Linked DNA regions of Mus musculus: regions 1, 2, 3, 4 and 6 are each linked to region 5. The links are chromatin contacts, called in public Hi-C, HiCAR-type, HiChIP or PLAC-seq and capture Hi-C maps. All regions are on one chromosome and are shown on one strand. Each heading gives the region's core, a stretch centred on a gene start, on an enhancer-like site or on the middle of the called end of the contact. The rest is flanking DNA. Distances are from core to core; before and after follow the strand shown.

Region 1 (3,476 bases), core at 578-3,077, 1.4 Mb before region 5:
AACATCCTAGATATTGACAACCTAAATTTCAAATGATGCTGGGTAGTCAAAACAATACTGAACAAAAAAGGTAATGGCTGGAGGAATGGCAATAGAAGATTCTAAGTATCACAGAACTGCAGGAAGAAACACAGCATGGTGTTGCCACAAAACCACGTAACTCAAAGGAGCAGAAGATTCAGGAATGAATCAGTGCAGCTGCACCTAAGGCTACCTCACTAGGTACCCAAAGCACACACCAGAGAAAAGAAGGTCTCTGGCACATCGCGCTGGGAAAGCTAGATTCTGCATGTGGAAGAATTAAACTGGATCTCTGTATCTTGCCCTGCCCAAAGATCAATTCAAAATGGATCAAAGCACTTAATATAACACTCAAAAACCTTAAATGGTCAAAGGAAAACAGGAAAAAACCCTCCATGATGCAGGAATTGGGAAGGATTCTCTGAAAAGAGCCCTAAGCTCACAGGAAATGATTACAAAAACTGTCAAGCAAGATTGAATGAAATGAAAATGCTTCTACACCACAAAGGAAGCAACAGATCGAAGAGACCGCCTACAGAACAGGGTGAAAACAAAACTAAGCTTAAGGCACAGTTTATGAAATCATAGAGACTTGAAGGAAGTGGAGCCAGAGAGGAGGAAGGTGGTGGGGGGTGAGGGCGGCACACCACTAGGTGGCGCCTGTTTCTTCCGGAATAAGTAGGATTTGCTCTCAGCCTGGAATCTCAGGAATTAAGGGGTAGCCCTGTAGCGAAGTCCATGCAAGTGACATAGATCATGTCATACTTAGTGCTGAGCCCAAGAAGTCATTAGGTCCACGCGGCTGCCTAGACTATCACAGATCTGCATTACTGTAGTATGTATGATAAAGTTGTATCATGTCCATACTTCACTCCAGCCTCATTTCTCCAAGCCGAGTCACTCCATAGAGACTATCAAGCTTTGGGTCCCAGGCTGTTAAGGTGTGGGAAGGGAATGGAGGCTTTATCAGTCTTCCAGCTGGGTGGCTTTAGGTGACACAGGTCCTCTGGCTCTTCCATGGGGTGCAAGGCCTGGCTCAGGCGCCCACTGTAGGTCAACCCATGGCAGAAGATTTGTTTGCAATCAGACAGTTCAGTTCCCATGCCTCACATGAATAAGAAGGTGGCGCACCCGGAACATTTCATAGTACCTAGGCTTAGGTTTAAGATATGACCTTTGTGATCACTAGGTCTTTGGCGTTCTAACGCTTGGAGTAATAATTTGGGTATTTTATCATAAAAATTACCCTTTCTCAAAGCCCTTCCTCTATAGATTTGTCTATTTGCCCTGAAGTCTTTCTTGTTCCTGTGGTCTGTAGTGAAGGTGCAAAATTTTGGTGACTGTGGGCTGCGTGTTCGAATTCTGCAGGGGTGATCGCGGCTCGCTTTAACTTCCTCTCGCTGAAGGAAGCAATTTTTCCACTCACAGATTTCCTGGATTTAGTGAGAGATTTTGTATGGTAAGCACCTAAATGCCAGGGGGCGTCCGTGAGGGTAAACCCACAGTGGAAAAACTGCTTTTGGGGGCAACTCTGGATCAATCAACCAGAACCACTCTCCTCCCTGTGACCTTGTATTCCAAATCTTGTCTCCCGCCTCGCCTGGGTTTTCATAAACGGCTTAAAAAAAATCCCAGAAGACAAAAACGAAACCGACAAAATACCCTGGCCCGCAGATGTGTAAACTACAAGGGGTCGGGCTGGAGAGAAAGTCACCCAGAATGTGCATCCAGTTCCAGCCAGCTTCGGGGGTGGAGCGCCAACAAGCTGCGGAGGAGGAGCGGCGGGCGGGGGCGCGAGCACGAGCAGACACAGGCGCGCCACCGCTGCCGTCGCTGCCGCCGCCGCAGCCCTTGGCTCCCCCGGCTGGAAACCTTGGCGATCGAACTGCTGCCTCCACCTCTGCGCCGCTTGCCGCCCCTCCCGCAGTCCCGCGGCTTTCGAGGGAGCGCTGCGGGGACTCGGGACCGCCGGGGAAACCTGTGACCCCGCGCAGGAGCGGCGGGGCGGGGGACCGGGAGAAGATGGCGACGCCGGGAAGCGAACCCCAAGCTTTCGCGCCCGCTCTCTCGGTAACCGCCCTGCACCCGCATCTCCACCAGCACCACCAACACCACCAACACCACCAGCACCACGGAGGCACCGGCGGCACCGGCTTCAACCTGCCCTTGAACCGTGGTTTGGAGCGCGCGCTGGAGGAGGCGGCCAACTCTGGGGGCTTGAACCTGAGCGCCAGGAAGCTGAAGGAGTTTCCCAGGACTACGGCCCCGGGACATGACCTCTCGGACACGGTTCGGGCAGGTGAGACAAGGCCGGGGCTGGCCACGCGTGTGCGAGCCGGGCTGTCGCTCCTTCCCGCCGGGCCCGAATGTGTTACTAGATTGGCTCGGCAGGAGCGGGTTCTGCAACGAGCACGGTGGTTGTAGCGGGCACGGTGGTCCTCCTGGCCCCGGCGACCTGCGACCGTGGTGCAGGAGCGCAGGGATGCGCCTAGGAGCTGTTCCTGGCGCGCGGGAAGTGGGGGCATCTCGGGCGACCGCGAGCAAGTCCAGAACACGAACCAAGTCGTGGACCTCTACATGGAAGCATTCTGCGTCCTGGTGGGTGGGGAAGGCCAGACAAAGGTGGCCGGCCGTCGGCTAGCCCTGTCCTCTCCGCGTAGTGTCGGGGCCCCGGCCTCCGCGCCGCGCGACCGTGGCTTGCTGCAGCCAGAGAGGCGGTGCCAACCTTGGTTCTGCGCCTGTGCGAGCAGAGGCTGGTGTCTGGCTCTCCGCCCACACATTTTGGTTCCCTCCACCGGGGCTCCCCGGTTCTCACTAACCCCGGTCTTTGCGGGGGCCCTGGAGGGGAAGCGTGGCATAGTAAATGAAAAGTAATTAAAGTGAGCCTGTTTGCCAGTGTGAGCCCGGCAAGTTGTAACCCGCGCCACAGAGCAGCCTGCTTCTTCAAGTTGTGTCATGTGTTGACATATTTTGGAGATGTCTGCTTTCCCTTTAGTAGTCGGAGTTGTGGGAGTGGACCCATAAACAGGAAGGAGGGTGGTGGAAGAGGGTTGGGGCCTTGGGAATCCGTGCAGATCTGACTTAAGTTTCCGACCATATCCTGTTCTGTTCTTTGCGGGACGATTTGTACCCCAGCGAGCGCCTAGCGTTTCCCAGGGCAGTGGGTGCCCCACTTTTGTGCCATTGCCTAGACCTCACGACTGTCGTTGTCTCTTCCGACTTGCATCAGGTCTCTTAGGCTTCTGAATGGCTTGGCTTTCAGATGGGGTCCTTCAGCTACTTATAAAGGAAGACTAGGGGGCGGGGCAGGGGAGCCAGCTGTGGCTTTCGGAGGCTAGGTTTCTGGTTAATTCCATAAACATTTAATCAGGAGACCAATTGAAAATTTAGATGGAGTTCTGAGTCCATTGGAGGCTAGAAGCACTCCTCTGGAGTCATTAAACGGTGATATTTGG
Region 2 (3,318 bases), core at 56-2,555, 1.6 Mb before region 5:
GTCTCAGCTTTTAAGAATAGACTGCCCACACCTTTATCCTTAAGAATAGAAACATTTCTGCTGTTTACAAAATAATGAACAATATACATTACTTGAGACAAACGTGGCCACCAGATTTGCCTTTCTGTCTGCTTCCTGTCTTTCAGGGAAACCAAGCAATGTAAAACAAACACAGACGAAAGTGAAATAAAATCCCTGGTTTGGAAAGGGTACCTAGTAAACAACAAAGTAATCTACATAACAAAACCACCAACCAACACACCACAGGACAACAGTTGTACAGCATTACCCAGATTCATCTTTAATTATTTTCCCATTGGTTCAAAATATATGCTTGCTCTTAGGAGAAAAAGGAAGACTTGGTTAGTAAACGAATCTAGAAGTCTCTGATTTCCCAAGGTGCTATTGAAATTCCCACACCCTTATTTAAGAAGAGAAACACTTAAGGGAGGTGACTGGAAGGAAGTGCCCCTTACTTGAATTCTCAGTTGGATTTTCCCGTCTCTGTAATAGGTTCTTTCCAGTTTTCGTTCTCAAATCTCCAGAGAAGCAAGCACATACAGGCAAACAAGCGCGGTATATCTACCACTGAACATGGAGACAGCACCAACACCGGTAATCACAGCCAACCACCGTGACAGTGAGACCTGGGTGTCCTTTTAAAGAGCTTTGGAACCACTCACTGCCTTACAGCTCTCGGTTCCCACACAGTTCCACTTCCACCAAGAACTTTAAAAACAGAAAGACAAACCAGGTTGCACCCAAGAGACAAGAAGGAAAACAGAACGTGCGATTTGGAGACAAGGGTTTTACTGCAAAATGAGTAACGGTGGCCAGCTGCCCAAAAGTGTAGCCGTATTAGAAAATGCCAACCCAGTCTCCAGACACCGGTGTCAAGTCATGGAGAAAAGTAAGTAAATAATAGTGGCCACTGTTTTAAGAGTAAGAATAGTAATAACGATTGTCACCACAGCCTTCCGTACAGCTACACGTGGAGCCACTCCTCCCGGCTCCACCACTTCAGCCTCCGGGCATCCTGCGCTGCCCGCAGCAGAATTAGGGGCCACTGGCCTAAGGTGGCGAAATCAGTGGGTGGATCGAGTGGGCGGGGCAGATGGGCGGGGCTCAATGCCCCGCCCCTAGTTCCCGACGTGCCCAACCCTCGTGCGCCTGCGCTTCTTACCGGGCTAGCTGGGGGGGGGGGGTGTGCGGGTGCGGGGGGGTGGGGAAGTGTTGGGGGGCGGGGACTAGTTGGTGGTCCTTACTATGAGCGTAATTCGGCTGTAGCAGGGCTTGGGGATGCTGCTAAAGGAGCTGCGTCCAGCACAAACATGGAATTAGACCTAACTGGAGACCTCGCTAGACAGTCACTGGCAGCCAGGACTCAGGGATAAAGGAGATGGACGTGGGAAATCTGGTCTGTGTGCTTGAAGGCAGGGTCCGTAGGAGCTGGACACTTGGGGACTGGGGGGTGGTGATGGGGTCTCCCCACCAACTAGAAAAGGAAACTTGTGGCGGGCGGGCACGCGCTACCAGCCGACAAATCAGGAGCGAGCGCTGGCCTGCAGTTACCTTTCGCGGGTAAACCGCTCTTCTGCACCGCACCAGGGTTCCCTGCCTGCCGGGCATTCCGCGGAGCTGCACTGTGCCAGGCACTTTTGAGGTTGCCCTGAAAACAAAGACTTATTTTGGGCGGTGGGGCGTGGGGGGGGGGGCGGAGGACAGCTGGTGTCCTTATTTCCCTATTCTCTGGGATTCCCCGCCATCCTGGAACATCTCATTGTATTAAAAAGCCTGTCTTATTTTGGAGTTGCATAATTATGGACAAATTAAGTCAGCTGAGAGTTAAAACAAGCCATCGCCATACAAGAAAACCGTTTGTGTATGGTTAGATACTGTGGGATTTCAGAGGCCTTTACCTTCTTTTTTTTTTTTTTTTCCAAAATCCCTTCTAAGTCTATACTGATAATATTTGGGAGGTAGTGAATGAAATGCCAATGCCTATATTGCAGGGAGAGAGGTCACCATTTACTGACTGAAAATAGCGTTGGCTGGTTGAATTTCATACTCACACGGGAAATGTTAGCAAGGTCTAGATTAATAATAGAATATGTTTTATCTATATTAATTATTAATCTAAATTTTTAAAAGAAACCACCCTTCCCCGTGTAGCCCAGGCTGACCCTCCTGTCTCAGGCTTTCAAGTGTTGGGCTTACAAATGTATTTCCCAACTTCTAATTTTAAGCAAATTGGAAAGCAGGGGGATTTGGCTCAGTGATATGGCCTTGCATGAGACCAGAGTTTCAATATCCAGTACAGAAAGAAAACGTTAAACTTTTTGAATGCCTCTCTGTCTTTCTTAAGCTCCATGCTTAAGCCTGTATTAAAAATATGCCATTTTAAAAGTACTTCAAAAATAAATTTTAAATGATTTTTTTTACTCTTTCCCCCCCCCCCCTCCTTACAATGCTAGCCTGCTTAAACTCAGTATCATAGCAACTCAGAATGGTTTCCGTAAGGATATTTTCTAAGTGATAACCACTTCTTTTCAGTAACGATTCGTTCTCAGGAAGTTCAGTTCTCACTTAACCAGCAGCTATGAAAAAGAGCATTTATCGCTCACTCAAAACCCAGCAGCATCCACTACTTCTGCGAAGACCCTTACCTCCAAAGCTCCCTAAAGTACCTTTATTAAAAAAGAAAGTTCGTATAGTACATACAGGTATGTACAGATATGTGTATTAACCTTGGTGTGTTTTTTTTCCATAGAAATCCCTTGCTTTACTTAATTTACAATCTCAGTAAAGACAGTTACTAATAGCCATACGGAAAAATGTTTATCATAAGGTGACAACAACCAAGAATCAGTTCTATAGGTGTGCTCATTGATTGATCCTCATTCGTGGACTTGTCAAATATGAGTTTACTTACTGCTAAAATCCCCAAATCAATAGTTCTTCTGTTCATGGGAACGTGTGTTTAGATAAGCGAAAATACAAGTTCCACAACACGCATGAACCCAGTACACACCTGGATGACGCAGGATTGACTCTGCCTTCCTGTTTCAGCTCCTGTAATATAAACACGTGTTCCTTTCCTGGTCTACTTAATTCCATGGTTCTTTGAATTTTTTGTGCCCCCTCTTTTTTATCTGTTGGTTTATGATATCCATAAGTGTATTGTTGAAGCTCAGTCTAAACAAGAGAAAGCTGTAATGTGCTTAGCAGAGAACATCATGTCAGACGAACTTCCTTGATGTGTGCAGTATGCTTGGCTGTGAGGTCTATAGTAACAAACCAATGATATATTCTATATAT
Region 3 (3,650 bases), core at 695-3,194, 1.3 Mb before region 5:
CTGAATGTCCCTGTCCAACCCTTTCAAGAATTCTGGAGCAGCTCCTATTCTTGTCTTCATGTTACAGGTAAAGAAACAGAGGCATAGGCAGATCTGTCCTTTCCAAGTCTTCTGAGCCAAGTGGTAGGGACAGGGCTTGAAGTTACTTACACTGGGTGGCCCAAGAACCTGCTCTCCAACCGTGTTTGACATTGCATTCATTCAGCAACATTCACAGAGCTCTAGCTGTGTGTCTCAGGGCCTCACTGCCGTAGAACTTATGAAGTTAAATACGCAAACACCATACACAACTAAATAGCTATCTGTGTGCTAAGGGAAAAAAGAAACTATGGGACAGAAAATGGTTGTGATAGATAAAGCTTTGAGAGCTTATCAGTGAGAGACCTACTTCTTGGTGGATCTCAGAGATATGTGCCTGAGAGCTGGACTCTCTCCAGGCTTTTAGGAATTTGCTTGCTATTTCTGCCTGTTTGCTCCTCGAAGTCTCTGGTGGTAAAATCTTCAGAGTCAGGACTCAACATTGCCTGGAGCCTTGTTCCCTTATTCTAATGCCCCTCCTGTGGTGAGTGTTGAATCATGGGGCTGGACTCTTATGTGTGTGGAGAGTGATAGGAAGTAGATTTCCCAGCTAGAAGGCTTTGTGGGGCAGCGAGGAAGTTCAGATGGAGAGATAGAGGAGACCTGGCCTAACTAATTGGAGAAGGGTGGTGACCCTAGGCCACCCCACCACCCAACATGTCCTCAGGAGAAGCCACAATATCAAAGTGGAAAGAGCTTTCCAGAGCATTTGGAGGTACAAGGTCTTAGGTGCAAGTGAGCCAGGGCTTTGCACTTCCCTGTGACGGGCACACATCTCACCCAGTTGACAGGACCTCATGGCTGGTACTGACACAGTAGTTCCTAACTATCTTGTCTCAGTCACTGTTCATCCAAAAATCACAGTCAGCTGTGATCCAAAAATAACATAAGCCTTCCCCCTCAATAGAGAGACCAAAGCCACACAGCTTTTATCACAGTTTGTTATGGAAGCTGTTCTACTTCTCTCTCTCTCTCTCTCTCTCTCTCTCTCTCTCTCTCTCTCTCTCTCTCTCTCTCTCTCTCTCTCTCTCTCTCTCTCTCTCTCTCTTTCTCTCTCTCTCTCTCTCTCCCCTTATTGGTATTCTCTTGCTTTGCCTAGTTTGTAAATTCCACTTTATCATGGGCACACATATAGAATAAAAGGATAGGTGGGCTCAGTACTATCTGGGCTCTTTAGGTATCTCCTGGGAGTCTGAGGCTGCAACCCTCTTGGGTTAGGAAGGGGATGCTGGCTTCTGAAGTTAATTACATGGTAGTATGTTTATGGTCTTGCTTGGTTTTCCTGAACCGGCTCATGATAGTGATTTCCAAGAGTGGGACTTTTCTTCTGACCACCAGGATATGGTCCACAAGGTCCCCAGCTGTCCTGGCCCATCAGAGCTTGTACATGGAGGATGCTAGTGGCTGCAGATTTCGGATGTTATTGCTGGCACACAAGGGATTCAACCCGTTCCTCGTGAACTACCACTTTCCGTTTTTTATACAAAAACAGCGTCCCTCCGCTCAATCTTGCTGACTGCACACTGGGTTCCACATACTGTTTTCCTTCTCTACCCTGCTTATTTTTACTCTTTTGGCCACTTTATTTTAGGGATTTGCAATGCTTGCTTTGGCAGCGTGATCCTCATTGTTTTATTTCTGGCTGCTTGGCTTTCGTGTGAATACTTCAATTAAGTAGCGGATGTGGGCAGACCGTGTCTTAGGGGTGCCGGTTTGCTGCCCCGAGTGTGTTTGTGTTGGTGTGTACTTGACTCTTCACTGCAGAGCAAGACCCCAGGGTGGGATTCCAGCAAGGGCAGTTGCCCGCCTGGGCTGGGTGGAGAACAAAGGCACCCAGGAGACGTCCCTTCATTTGGAAAATGTGTTAAAGACCTGATCAGAGGTCACGTAGCTTTCACAAGGCTGTGGAGTGTCTACTGACCAGGCTCAAAAATGGGCCAGTTAATGTTTTTTCTTTTTACAAGATTTACTCAGATGGACAGTCAATCTTTCCGAGAGCTCGGCTTCTGAGGCTGAGCCGAGAAAGGGCTCTCAGGAAGCTTTGGTGGCTGTTCACACAGCTGGGAATTAGTTCTGCTTTTTACTAGTCTGAACCTTACTGGGAATTACAGAGGCATCTGCCTTGGCTCGTTATTGTTAAGGAGGGAAAGAAGAGGGGGCTGTGAAGATGGGTCACTCAGAAGTACTTGCTGTGCAAGTGTGAGTTCAATCCCAGCACCTACTTTAAAAATAAGGTGTGTAGGGGGTGGGCAGAGACAAGAGGCTCCCTGGGGCTTCCTGGCCAGCTCCAAATAAGCCCAGAATAGAGACCAGGGGAGGAGGGGAGTCTTTCCAAAAAATAAGTAGGTGGACAGCAAGGGAGGAAGACACCTGGTGTGGAGCGCACATGTCAACAAAGGAAGGAGAAAATCTAGTTTTCCATGTCCGTGGCTCTTTCAAAATATGTACAACTTCATTCCTGGTTAGATTTTTGTTGCCCGGTTTGTATTGGAAACTTGCTGAGAAGACAATGGGAGTAAGGCTCAGATCCAGCGAGGGCTGACTCCAACTTGGGCAGTATTTTCAGCCCCACCTTTGGATCCTGCTATGGGACTCTCTGTGTGTCCAAACCAACATCCTCTCCAGATTAGCCCTGTCTCTGGGCACACACTTTCCCAAAGTTATATTTTAAGTACTTACTATGCCTAAGAGATACATAAAACAAAAATACCTCTAACCTGTAAGCCACTTGCCCTAAGACAGATACACCCTGAAATGCTGAGGGCTATTTATATAAGAAGTGTTTGCCCCCCAAAGCAGCTTGACCCAACCTCACCAGATGTCCCTGATCACATGTAGGTGGGAGGTACAGAGGCAGGACATATGTCAGGATATATGCTTGCCCCTGATTGGATGTGGTGGGAAATACCTGGCTTTATGGGTTTGCTTTTATAAGCCTTTGTAAAATGTGACTCGTGGCCATTTTCTGGGAACCCCGGAATAGACCTGGCCAGAGTCCATCATCCTGGCCAGTATTTAATTAATGCTTGTTTCAAAATTGGCTCAAAATTGTAGTAGTGGCTTTGTTCTCCATGGTGGGACCGGGCAGGGGTGCTCATTGCCCTTCCCCCATCCCTGTAGACTGTCGGGGCATCATATGGATACCACAAGAATCCCCATGGCTCCAGTCGTGATCCCCAGGCTTCTGAAGTGACTCTAACATGCCAACAGGCTGAGAGGTTCTAGGGAGGTTTTTACTTAGGGAAACAGCCCTAAATGGAGTCACTGATATCCGCTCTGTATTTATAGAAGCCCAAGAACTGTAAATAACCAAAAAACAAACACAAATCACCCCTCCAAGTTCACGGTCCCTTGCAAAGCCTGTTTATCTCTGCATGGCTCAGGTCTTCCTGAGTCTTTCACCAAAGTGTACCGTTTGCTTTTAGATTTTGTCATTGGAGATTAACAAGTGAATTGCCCTCTTAGCCTTTGCTTCATGTCTAGAGAGCATTTGCTTTTCCTGTTTTTTTCTGGAGTGGAGAACATTTATTGTTCAGACTTTGGGGGTGTCTGCTTGGGCTCTGATGCCTTCT
Region 4 (3,701 bases), core at 871-3,370, 1.5 Mb before region 5:
AAACAAGGGGGCTGGAGAAATGGTTCAGTAGTTAAGAGCATGTGTTGTTCTTGCAGAGGTCACAAGTTCAAGTCCTGGCACCCACCTGGTGGCGCACAGTCATCTATCGCTGGAGGATCTGAGGCCTTCTTGTGATCTCCTTAGGCACCAGACACACACATGGTACACAGACATACATGCAGACAAAACACGAATACATAAAATAAAATAAATCTAATTTTAAAATCATGCAAGATTACAGAACGAAACTCATCGTGTCTAAGCCTTCGTTCTGTAAAACTCAAATTCCATCAACGTTCCTCGTACCCCTTCCTCAACTCTATACAGATTCTGAAGAAATGAATGAGAAGACACAGTTCCTTTTTGTTGTTATTGTCGGTTTTTTTTTTTTTTTTTTTTTTTTTTTTTTTTTTTTTTTGATACAGGGTTTCTCTGCATAGCCCTGGCTGTCCTGGAACTCACGTTGTAGACCAGGCTGGCCTCGAACTCAGAAATCCGCCTGCCTCTGCCTCCCAAGTGCTGGGATTAAAGGTGTGCACCACCACTGCAGGCAACACAGTTCCTATTATCTAATAATAAAAGATTTTGAGGAGCAGGGTCAGGTGGCACGGCAAAGAGGAACTGAGAGCTGGGGGTGGGGGGAATGAAGAAACAGACGTGCTTTGACCCTTGCCACACGGAATTATGAAAAGACCAAGCTTGCATGGAGCATCTGCTGGCCACTGCAGACAGGAGCTGTGGCCACAGTGCTGGTCACTTTCTTGTAAAGGCCACACGTAAGGCTTTCCCAGGATACCTCTGTCCCTTCAGTTCATTAATCTTTCTAACTCTCAGGGGAACGGAACCTGTGTTCTCCCCTCTCACCAAGGGAACTGGGGTCATGGAGGTGCCTTGACGACTATTTGGACTTGGGACTTGTCTAAGAAATCCCAAGTTTACTAACTGGGCCCCAAACCTTTGCTCTCTCGAACCACAACTTCAACTGAAGATCTAGCACTTGGCAGTGTAACTTGCCATAGGGGCACCTCCAGAATACATGGGGAGGTATATTGTTTTGTTTGCTTGGTTTTGGTTTGTTTGATTTTGTTTTCTGAGCCTTCGTTCTCATTTAGAGTAATATCCCTTTTCAAGCATTCTCTCTTCCACGGGCAAATCCCTCACCGGGTCAGGGAATTGCTTCAATTCCAGGTCAGCAGGTAGACGGACTTCAGGTGGAGTGTGCTTGCTTACATTGGCGAAACGTTTTTCAGCTACCTTGACAAGTCCAGGGCAGTTGGATATGAGGATGGGGTTCTCAAGGTTCATGCCTTTGAGGAACTGAGAAGAGCCAGGGGACCGCCTGGGTTCGTCTCTGTCCTGCCGCAATGAGGATGCCTGGCTACCTCTCCTGGCCCTTGTTTTGTAAAGTCACACCGCAAAAGTCCTCTTCTCTCCAGAGACAACTTCCCACAGCTCCCAAGCAACCATGACACTGTCCTGAGCGCCTCCAGGAACATGGGTCACCCTAAGTCATCTCTCCCTAGCCCAGGGCTTCTCATCTGCACTGTGCCTTGCTTCCTGCAGGCAGGCCAGTAGGGCTCGCCAGCGCTGCTTCAGGACACCTTCAGGGGTCACTGCCTTGAGGACAGGCAGCTAGGACAGGGATGCAGCCAGGACGCTGCGGGGACGCCAGTTATCTTTGCTTCCCTCCGCCCGCGACACTCGTGATCTGAAAAGCTCGGGGAAAGCGAAGCCTGAGACTGCGAGAACGCGGAGACACGGGGACGCGCTCCCGAGTGGGCGCCTTTAGACCCACGCCTCACGGACACACTCTGCCCTCGGACGCCACCGACCCGCCAACCCTGGGTGTAATAAACACGAAAAACAAACTTGGCACAAATGAGCTCCCCGCCCCCAACTCCCAAGCTGCGGCTCCCCCCACCTCCCAACTCGGATGTGTAGGAGCTCAAGTCAGAGAACCTCGCGGGGACCGCGACTTACCTACGCCTCCTGGCCGTTTTATCCACCAAATAGCCACCTTGCCCCGTGGCAGCGACAGGTTCGGATCACCTCCTCCGTGTGCCAACAGCTCCGAGGTTCTGATGGTGCAGAGAGAAGCTGCCAACGAATACAGAAAGTTTTCACCAATAGAAACCGAAGTTCTCTCGACTTCGAACGTGCAACTGCCCTCAGCTCCTCTAGGTGGCGCACGGTGCTCTTTGGGGAAAGAACTGGGACTCTTAATCCTGCACACAGCTCCAGCATCCCAAGTCATCTCTGCTAAAATTGGGAAATGGATCCCTGCTTCGCCTACAGGGCTCCGTTCTCAAAACCTACTTCCATCGCTTTTGACGGTCCCTTGGTTTTGTTCATTGACTTGTCCAGGTCGTGGAGCAAATACAATGATATTTTGGATTATTTGTTTAACATCTCTGAAACACCTTCAGTCCCTGGGGCATCCTAGTTTGGATGGTTTAAACTTAACTAGTTGTTGCCTCTTCGGAGTAAGTTAGAAAACAATAAGACAAAGTCAGCTGAATACTAGCTGTCCATCATTGTCTTCCCCTTCCCGTGTGGCCGGTTTACTTGGGGGTTACACTGGGTTAGACCTGGAAAGATCCTGAGTTATCTGACCACCCTCTGGGAAAACCTGACATTAAAAGGTCAGAAAGAGGAGCTGGTGTGGAAGCAGAAGGATTGAAACTTTGATGCCAACAAAAGCTACATGGCAAGACTATTTCAAGACAAGTTAATAGACAAACAGTGCAAGTTAGTGCTAATGCTGTTGCTCGGCTGCTGAGCTTGCTTCCTTTTCTGTTTAAGTATCCTTGAAGCCACCCCTGATGGAAACAAATCATCTGTTTCAAAGCTAAGGGATATGTGGCTTACAGTGTTGTATAACTCATCTGAGGTCCCATAGCTAGATAGCACAGTCAGACTTGTTAAGGTAGGTGTATCTGGCAGGAGATCTTATATCCAATTTCTTTCTTTTTTTTTAAGATTTATTTATTTATTATATATAAGTACACTGTAGCTATCCTCAGATACTCCATAAGAGGGTGTCAGATCTCATTACGGATGGTTGTGAGCCACCATGTGGTTGTTGGGATTTGAACTCAGGACCTTCTCGACAGCCCTTATATCCAATTTCTATGAAGCATCAAATAAGCCGACAAATTATGAAAAGGGGACTATGTGAGAAACTTGATTCAGGAATATCTAAAAGGAGAGAAATCAGAGCACAGGACATGGAGAAAGAATCTTACAGTGAATGTCATGCTGAGCACATTAAAGTTTGAATCTGGGGCCTGGAGAGATGGCTCATCAGTTAAAAGCACTGACTGCTCTTTCAGAGGTCCTGAGTTCGAATCCCACAACCACATGGTGGCTCACAGCCATCTGTAATGAGATCTGATGTCCTCTTCTGGTGTGTCTGAAGACAGCTACAGTATATGAACTGGGCTTCCTTATATATAGTAAATAATAAAGAAATCTGAAAGTTTGAATCTGAGATGTCCCCTACAGGTTTTGTTTGTTTGTTTTTAAGATTGTTCCCCAATAGCTGGTGATATTTTGGGAGACCCTGGAACCTTTAGGAGTAGAGCTGAGCTGGTGGAAGTAGGTCACTAAAAGTGGGACTTTCATGTTTATAGCCCAGCCCCAATCCCACAACTTTCTGCTTCCTGCTCTGCTCCTATGTGAACAAGACTTTGCCTCCACCA
Region 5 (3,518 bases), core at 66-2,565:
TTAAAGGAATTTTCAAATAGATTAAAAACTATTAGAATAAAATCCTATTTGTTCACTAAATCCTTATCCTCTTAAAACTTGGCAGCATTATTTAAGGAAGGGAGGGGGCTAAATCTATCCACCTATGATGTGTCTAGTTACTTCAAAACATAACCAAAACTCTATCTTAGAAAGCTAATCCCGCTCTTGAAGTTTTAAGGTACTAACACTGAGGGCCAATTTGTTTGGGGCTTGTTGTTGTTTAATTGGTTTGTCTTTGTTATTTAGTGACAAGCCTTGGCTGGCCTTGAACTATGTATGTAAAAGATGACCTTGAATATCTCATTCTCTTGCCTCCACCTTAAGTGCTAAGGTTACAAGGATGCTGGGGATAGAACCCAGGACTTCCTACATGCCAGGCAGGCCCTCTACCAAATAAACTGCATTCCCAGTACCCACTTTTTGTGTTTGAATGCTGTAGAACAGACACAACAAGCACACAGCTTCAGAAATGGACCCTTGTGGAACTAAACCTCAGTTCTGTCTCAGACTGCTATGTCTCCTAGGCCAAAGTACTTCTCTGAGCCATCATCAGATCGTCATCAATGGTTACTGGCCTTAATGACAACCCCTGTGCTGTTGACAAGCCTAATGACCTTAGGACAACATCTGACACTCCCTAAATGTCGAGAAACAAAGCAGCAAAATAGGTACTAGAGTCTGTCCAGAAGTGAAATCCTCTAAAAGATTTACTCTCCCATCTAATCCTTACTCTCCCATCTAATCAGCTGGGAAACTGAAGAACTCGTTATCAGTACTCACTACCAGGACTGACTGATAGATCAGCTCTGCTGGTGTTCCTAAGTCCTTCCCACCTACGACAGTTTGCTGGACCTCAAAGTACACTTGAAGGGCATCCCCTTACCCAAAGGGGGTCCGGAAGCGTTGGCCCCGGGCAAGGACAGCCCCCGTCCCCTCTGGGATCGCTCCGGCAGGCTCCCGCAGGTGAGGCCGACTGCCAGGCCGCCCTGCCGGGCCTCCAGCGGCCGGGGGACGGAGCCGAGCCCAGCTGCCCCGAGCGCCAGCTCGCAGCCCTGGCCCGCAGCCTCTGTGCAGAGCAGGGCATCCCGGCCGTGCCAGCGCCGCTGAGAGCCCCGGAGCTGGGCCGCGCCCCTGAGCCTTGCCCGCCGACCCCCGCGGCCAAAGCGAACAGGGCGAGCTTACCTGGGCGGCGGCTCGCAGCGTAGTCTGCGGCCGGTGGCTCCTCAGGGCGGCCGCGGCCAACTGCCGGCCGTAGAACATGGACGCCGCCATTTCTGAGTCCGACCCGTCCCCTGGGCACCGCGCAGGCGCAGAGACGCAGTTGCTCTCGGGGCGCTCCCGGCCCGAGACAAGGACAATCCTCGGGGGCGGGGCCTCGCGTTAACCCCGTCGCTGCCGGAGGAGCCGGGTTTGGCAGGCACAAAGCAAACTTTGGCCTTCAGAACTTTGACCTCAGTGACATGTGGACAAGGGGCCATCAGAACGCTTCCTAGAGAACTGTGACGCTGCTACTTCAGTCTTCTTACCTTCTCTGAGCCCTAGTGGCCTCACAAGTGAAATGGGGTTACTTAGGGAAAGCGAATGTATGCGTTGAGCCTTTAGGATACAATAGATACTAAAATAAAACATAACACAAAATAATAAAGACAGTGCCACTGATACTCAAAAGACTGTTACTCACTAGTTACTGAAGCCGCCCATACTGAAAACACTCCTAACAAAGTGTTTGAGAGAGCTAGAGAGATGGCTTAGTAGTTTGGAGCTGGTACGGCTGTGGCACTCAGCTGAATTCCCAGCCTCATGTCAGACAGCTCACCACTGCGTATGGGCTCTGAAACTCTCTTCTGGCCTCCCTGGGCACCAGCACACACGTGCACATACATATATCCAACAATGCATACATATTAAAAGAAAAGAAAAGAAAATACTATCACATTTGAACTGAAAAAGATGGGGTAACCCAGGACCCAGAAAGACCTATTACATGTTCTCTCAAATTTAAATATGCTATCTTTAAATTTTTATATGTATGTATTTATGTGTGAGCAAGGATTAGAGGCCAGAAACTATAGAGGGCCCCATGAGAAGACACAATAATATGTTTGTGTGAAGGCACAGTAACTAATAAGACTCATGTAAGAAGGAACAGGGCGGTGAGGGAAAGAAGGAAGGGATCAACCAAAACTACTATAAAAATGGTGTAAGAAAGCCTATGAGTTGTAAGAAAGCCTATGAGTTGTATGCTAACTTTAAAATATACCCACCCCAAGGCATGCCTGATAGTTTATGCCTGCAATCCCATCCCAATGGAAGCTACAATGAGAAGTTAAAGAACTCCAGACTACTCTACAACTCACAGGGGGGGGGGAGATACCCCACTAGCCGTGAAACCCATCAGCAGCATCCTTTCATGGAGGGGGTAATGGTCTCATGAGGCCTCCCCCCTCCTTGAGGATTGGTTGAAAGTTAATGGTTGGCATTGGAGTGCATTCATTCAGTGGCGTAGCCTGTGTTCCTGTAAGCAAGCCAAATGAAACGTGTTCAGCCATCAAAGAAGAGACAGGAAAGTGAAGCCTGCAGAATTAAGAAACAAAAGTCGAAAATGGGTGAATATGATCGAAATGAACTAAATACTGGGGCTAGAAAGGCAGCTGTTCCACAGTTAAGAGCCACAGCTGCTCTTCCAGAACGTTCCAGTATGATCCCCAGCACCCTTATGGCAGCTCGCATCACCTGTTCCAGTTCCAGAGATCTGATGCCTTCAAGAGCACCAGGCATGCGACTGGTACACAGGCAAAACACTTGTACACATAAGATGAAATTTTAAAATGTATTAGATGCATGCATGAAATGCTATAATGAAACACATTGTTATGTACAGTTAAGATATGCTAATAAAAATACTTTTAAATAAAAAAACAAAGTAAGAAAACCACCCCAGGCCCCACCCAGGGGAAATTAGGGAATTTTTATTAGAGTCTCTAGGTGGAGCAGACACACACATCATCTTAATTTCACTTCCTGGCACTGTGATAAAAACACGCTGACAAAAAACCTTAAGATACAAAAGGGTTTCTTGGCTCACAAATCCAGGTTACAGTGCATCATTGTGGGAGATCAGGATGACAGGAACGTGAAACAACTAGACGCATTCATTCGCATCCCACGCACAGTGGGGAGCAGTGGGTTCCTGCAAGCACACGGTGCTCAGCCCTTTATCTTTACTCCCAGACAAACCAGATCCCTCCCCCGGGGAACACTGGCGCTTCCCACTGGTGGAGAGTCCCCCATAGAGATGCCACTGGCCTAATCTAGGCAATCCTTCCTTGAGGTTCCAATCCCAAGTGATTCTAAATTGTGTCAGATTCTTAATTAAAGCCAACCATCACAAAAGCATGTCCTAGGCCATAAAAATCCCCTGCCAGACAGACCCTGCTCCCACTCCCAGAATCCCTGAGTTTTAAAATACGTGGAAGAAATACTGGGGATGTGACTCA
Region 6 (3,356 bases), core at 184-2,683, 1.3 Mb before region 5:
GATAAAGTGGAACAGTCCTCAGGTGGGTGAGCTTGCCCTGAACAGCTTCCACTGTCGATCCTGAAGGCTTCTTTCTGTCTTCTCTAGTTTGTGTTCTCAAGTGCTCAAGGGGTTTATTTGATGAATAGGTTTATTATTGCCTGTGCTGCAGACATAAGACTCTAAACCCTATCAAACCGCATTCTTCTTCTCTCTGTGATAGGGTGCTTGCATAAGCTGGTGTATAAAGCAGTCCTAAGGAGCTGAGTTAAATGGAACATGCTACGTTGCTGAAGGAGCCCAGGGATAAAATGTGCGAGATGCGCAACTTTCATAGAGCAGCTGGAATGGTAGCGTAGTTGGTAAAATGCTTGCCATACTTACCCGATGTTAGTTCAAGAGAGTGCTGGGATTATTAGAATGTTACACATACTTACCCATGATTTATATAACGCGCGCGCACGCACACGCACACTCACACACACACACACACACACACACACTCTACACCTTTCAAAAACAGCAACCATGTTAAGCGTTTAGCAGGCTTAACTCGTGCCTTCTCTGTTGATGGGATTCCTGTGTTGATGGGATTCCTTCGGCCAGCCATCCGCCTGGTTGAGACCGTTAAGCAACACTGAAGACCTACCTAGGGCACAGAGCTAACCTGCCACATCTTGACTGCTGAGTGGATTTGCTTCCCTTCAGCCTGGGTGGGTATGATTTGCATCTTTGCTAACAGACAAGTGTCTGCATGAGGCTCACTGGCAGAGGCTCATTAAAAAGCAGTGTGAATCCTGACCTTGCCTCTGGCAACAGGTACGGGCTTGTGGAACCCTTGTAAGTGGATTGGATTCCAGTATCTGTTGAGCTTCTTCACTGTACTACTGACATGAAAGTGTGGCTCTAGAATATTCAGGACAAACGACACTCGCATAACCCCCAAAGGAACTGTTCAGGGGTCAAAGGACCTGAAAGATGAAAAATTTCAGTATATGTGTTGTTGTTGTTGTTTTGTTTTTTGTTGTTGTTGTTTTTTTTTTTTATTCTATCGTATCTGTTGAAATCATTTCATACTAAGAATAAGCTAAGGATATAAATTAGTTTCTAATTTGAACAACTTGCCCTCCCCTAGGGTTTTCTAGCAGGGTGCAGGGACACAGGGCCTGCCTATTGAGAAGGTTTTACACTCGCTGTTTCTTTAGGAAGTTTGTCCTCGGTAATTTCCCTGAACTGGCTTTGTTGTGCAGGAGCTGCTCAGTGAAAGCTGAAGCCTTTTGGGAAAACAGTATTTGCAAGGGGCCAGGCTGCCCGGTATAATAGCCGATCCCTCTGGCGCGTGGCCCAGAGTAAGCCGAGGTTGAAGCTTTTAGTGTGGTTTAAAGATGCTGGCCTGTCATTGGCCTCCACTGTAATTGGGCGAGTGGTTTCGGACTGGGCCAGCGTTCTGCTTCTCCTGGGAGCAGCTGCTAGGAGGCTACAGAGTCCCTGTGAGCTAGGGACTCATCATCTGGTATGTTTAATGCAATCTGGTTTTATCTTGGGAGCAGTTTCTGATTAATGGTGGTAATTGCCAGGGACCGGCCCAGGTTTTTTTGTGCAAGATAAGATATAGTGCTCGGGTGATTAGCATGTGAAGGCTGGGTAGGGGCTCTCAGAAGTGCCGTGGTACTGCAGGAGACAGGTATGGAAGGAGAGTGAGGGAGACAAGACAAGCTGTAAGGATGGGGAGATCCACAAATGTGATTGGCTTAAGAGCCTTTTAAAATCAGTTCATGGGCTGGAGAGAAGGTCTTGAGTTCAAATCCCAGCAGCCACATGGTGGCTCACAACCATCTGTCATGAGATCTGACACCCTCTTCTGGTGTGTCTAAAGATAGCTACAGTGTACTTACATATAATAATAAAATTAGTTTATAAATGCTTACTACATTTATTTATTGTAGTGCGTTTGTGTGTGTTCACCATGCATATGGAGGATCAATTTCAGAAGTCCGTCTTTCTCTACCATGTGAGACCTGGGAATTGAACTTAGGTTCTCAGGCTTGGCAGCAAGCACCTTTACCTACTGAGCTATCTCACAGGCCCTAATTTAAGAGTCTTAAACCACCTATAAAGTGTGAGCTTCCCAGCACCAGTGAAACAAAGTATGGTTAGTTAGATTTTTGAAAAACACCTACTCATCCTCATCAGGTTTGGTGTGTGTGTGTGTGTGTGTGGGTGTGTGTGTGTGTGTGTGTGGGTGTGTGTTTGCTTGCTTTTCATTGAAGTCAACCTTTTCCTTGAGGGATGTGTTTAAGCATGTCACCTTTTATCACTGACTATGGATGGATGGGTCATGCTTTCCAAGGCTGCTGCCCCACCCACTTCTCTTAACTCACCGTGAGTTATGCAGCTCTGCCTCTGTTCCTCACTTTCAACAATTTTGCCTGCCAGGCTAAGTTGCTGAAAGACAGACAGAACAGAACACGCTGCCGTGCAGTCACCTTCCTTCATTTTGTCGCCTGGAGTGTGACGTGGATGGCGTGGGCTGGAGGCTGGAGGGATGAAAGCGTTTCCTGCAGCATGAAGGGAACTGGCTGGGATCCGATTCACTTAGCTTTACAGTGAGAGTTTTTTGCTAGTGCCCTGTTCTCTTCCATTTATTTCCTAGCGAATACGTACGCCTCCACCTTCGGTGGAATGCTAGTAGTTTGAGTTGGATTTTAATGAAAGCCATAGAGGCTTGAAGTCTTGCAGAAAAAACAAAAATCAGTGAAGTGGGGGTGGTGTGTGTGTGTGTGTATGTGTGTGTGGGATGGGGATGGGGGGGTAGGGCGTTCCATTCTAGGGAGGTCCTGGGACAGGTGGGAGGCTGGACAGCTGTGGGGGCGGGAACTTAGATTCAGCTGTTTGCCCTGGCGACACAATCTGTTTTAAATCAAGATGAAGAAGAAAGCATTAACATCATGATGGATCACTTGGCTAACCCCAAGAATGTTAATTATGTGTCAGAGATACATTTTTAACCCTTGATACAGTGGCATTTAGCAGGATTTTGTGGTGGGTGGATTCATCTTGTTACTCAAGTTCTTCCTCTTCCTTTTTTTTTAAAAACTAAACATTGGCCTGTCACCTGTCATTCTTAGCCCTGAGTTAGGCTCACAGAGAGCCCAGGCCATCTTCTCAGGCTGTTTGCTGCAGTGAGCTCTGTTCTAGCCCCGTGTCTAACCAAATCCATCTACCTACCCATGTAACGGTGCAGCTTTGTCTAATTGCATTCCCAGCCTCTCTCCCATCCAAGTGCTTGTGATCTCCTGTTAGCACCTTGACATCCAGCCCAGATGTTCTGTTTGCCCCCTGGTTCCCTTCATCCCAGCTATGGGCATTAAACTTCA

What was found. A called contact is a pair of places that touch in the nucleus more often than the background predicts. HiCAR-type assays count read pairs that join an accessible place to other places. HiChIP or PLAC-seq counts read pairs in DNA pulled down with a chosen protein or histone mark. Capture Hi-C pulls out chosen DNA fragments and counts their contacts.
Region 1: a contact with region 5 is called in a capture Hi-C map of embryonic stem cells, with 9 times the contacts expected there. The contact joins the promoter of Lrch1 here to the promoter of Sucla2 in region 5. A contact is called at or near these places in 10 of 39 promoter capture datasets (the 3T3-L1 cell line, HPC-7-derived erythroid cells, cranial neural crest and 5 more), 3 of 115 datasets of contacts at active chromatin or transcription factors (embryonic forebrain, forebrain and large pre-B cells) and 1 of 9 other capture datasets (embryonic stem cells).
Region 2: a Hi-C map of B cells shows a contact between it and region 5, with 5 read pairs. The contact joins the promoter of Lrrc63 here to the promoter of Sucla2 in region 5. A contact is called at or near these places in 3 of 39 promoter capture datasets (hippocampal neurons, liver and pre-B cells) and 1 of 484 Hi-C or Micro-C datasets (B cells).
Region 3: a contact with region 5 is called in an H3K4me3 HiChIP or PLAC-seq map of pro-B cells, with 6 times the contacts expected there. The contact joins the enhancer-like site here to the promoter of Sucla2 in region 5. A contact is called at or near these places in 2 of 39 promoter capture datasets (embryonic stem cells and neural stem cells) and 3 of 115 datasets of contacts at active chromatin or transcription factors (embryonic stem cells, large pre-B cells and pro-B cells).
Region 4: a contact with region 5 is called in a Hi-C map of B cells, with 10 read pairs. The contact joins the promoter of Rubcnl here to the promoter of Sucla2 in region 5. A contact is called at or near these places in 6 of 39 promoter capture datasets (the 3T3-L1 cell line, 3T3-L1-derived adipocytes, the C10 cell line and 3 more), 1 of 484 Hi-C or Micro-C datasets (B cells) and 6 of 115 datasets of contacts at active chromatin or transcription factors (astrocytes, embryonic forebrain, embryonic midbrain and 3 more).
Region 6: a HiCAR-type map of astrocytes shows a contact between it and region 5, with 4 times the contacts expected there. The contact joins the enhancer-like site here to the promoter of Sucla2 in region 5. A contact is called at or near these places in 3 of 39 promoter capture datasets (embryonic stem cells, hippocampal neurons and neural stem cells) and 2 of 115 datasets of contacts at active chromatin or transcription factors (astrocytes and large pre-B cells).

What each region holds. Positions count from the first base shown.
Region 1 is chr14:74,946,228-74,949,703 of GRCm38.p6, reverse strand. It overlaps Lrch1 (leucine-rich repeats and calponin homology (CH) domain containing 1), which reads left to right and starts at 1,827. Exons shown (of 19, transcript NM_001252132.1): 1 at 1,827-2,320. The coding sequence starts at 2,044.
Region 2 is chr14:75,128,870-75,132,187 of GRCm38.p6, reverse strand. Lrrc63 (leucine rich repeat containing 63) reads left to right here and starts at 1,305. Exons shown (of 10, transcript NM_027581.1): 1 at 1,305-1,417; 2 at 2,554-2,723. The coding sequence starts at 2,600. It also overlaps a transcript of Lcp1 not described here.
Region 3 is chr14:74,865,740-74,869,389 of GRCm38.p6, reverse strand. All of the region lies in intron 1 of Lrch1 (leucine-rich repeats and calponin homology (CH) domain containing 1), which reads left to right. Among named protein-coding and RNA genes, the nearest start is that of Gm52135, 49 kb to the right of the region's middle. Within about 2 kb of position 1,944, at least 69 of the 459 cell types and tissues checked have an H3K27ac peak or open chromatin away from gene starts, as enhancers often do. A contact at or near this core is called in pro-B cells, where this site is marked.
Region 4 is chr14:75,014,446-75,018,146 of GRCm38.p6, reverse strand. Rubcnl (RUN and cysteine rich domain containing beclin 1 interacting protein like) reads right to left here and starts at 2,120. Exons shown (of 14, transcript NM_198642.2): 1 at 1,981-2,120.
Region 5 is chr14:73,550,583-73,554,100 of GRCm38.p6, reverse strand. Sucla2 (succinate-Coenzyme A ligase, ADP-forming, beta subunit) reads right to left here and starts at 1,315. Exons shown (of 11, transcript NM_011506.4): 1 at 1,204-1,315. The coding sequence starts at 1,293.
Region 6 is chr14:74,882,493-74,885,848 of GRCm38.p6, reverse strand. All of the region lies in intron 1 of Lrch1 (leucine-rich repeats and calponin homology (CH) domain containing 1), which reads left to right. Among named protein-coding and RNA genes, the nearest start is that of Gm10847, 38 kb to the left of the region's middle. Within about 2 kb of position 1,433, at least 100 of the 459 cell types and tissues checked have an H3K27ac peak or open chromatin away from gene starts, as enhancers often do. A contact at or near this core is called in astrocytes, hippocampal neurons and neural stem cells, where this site is marked.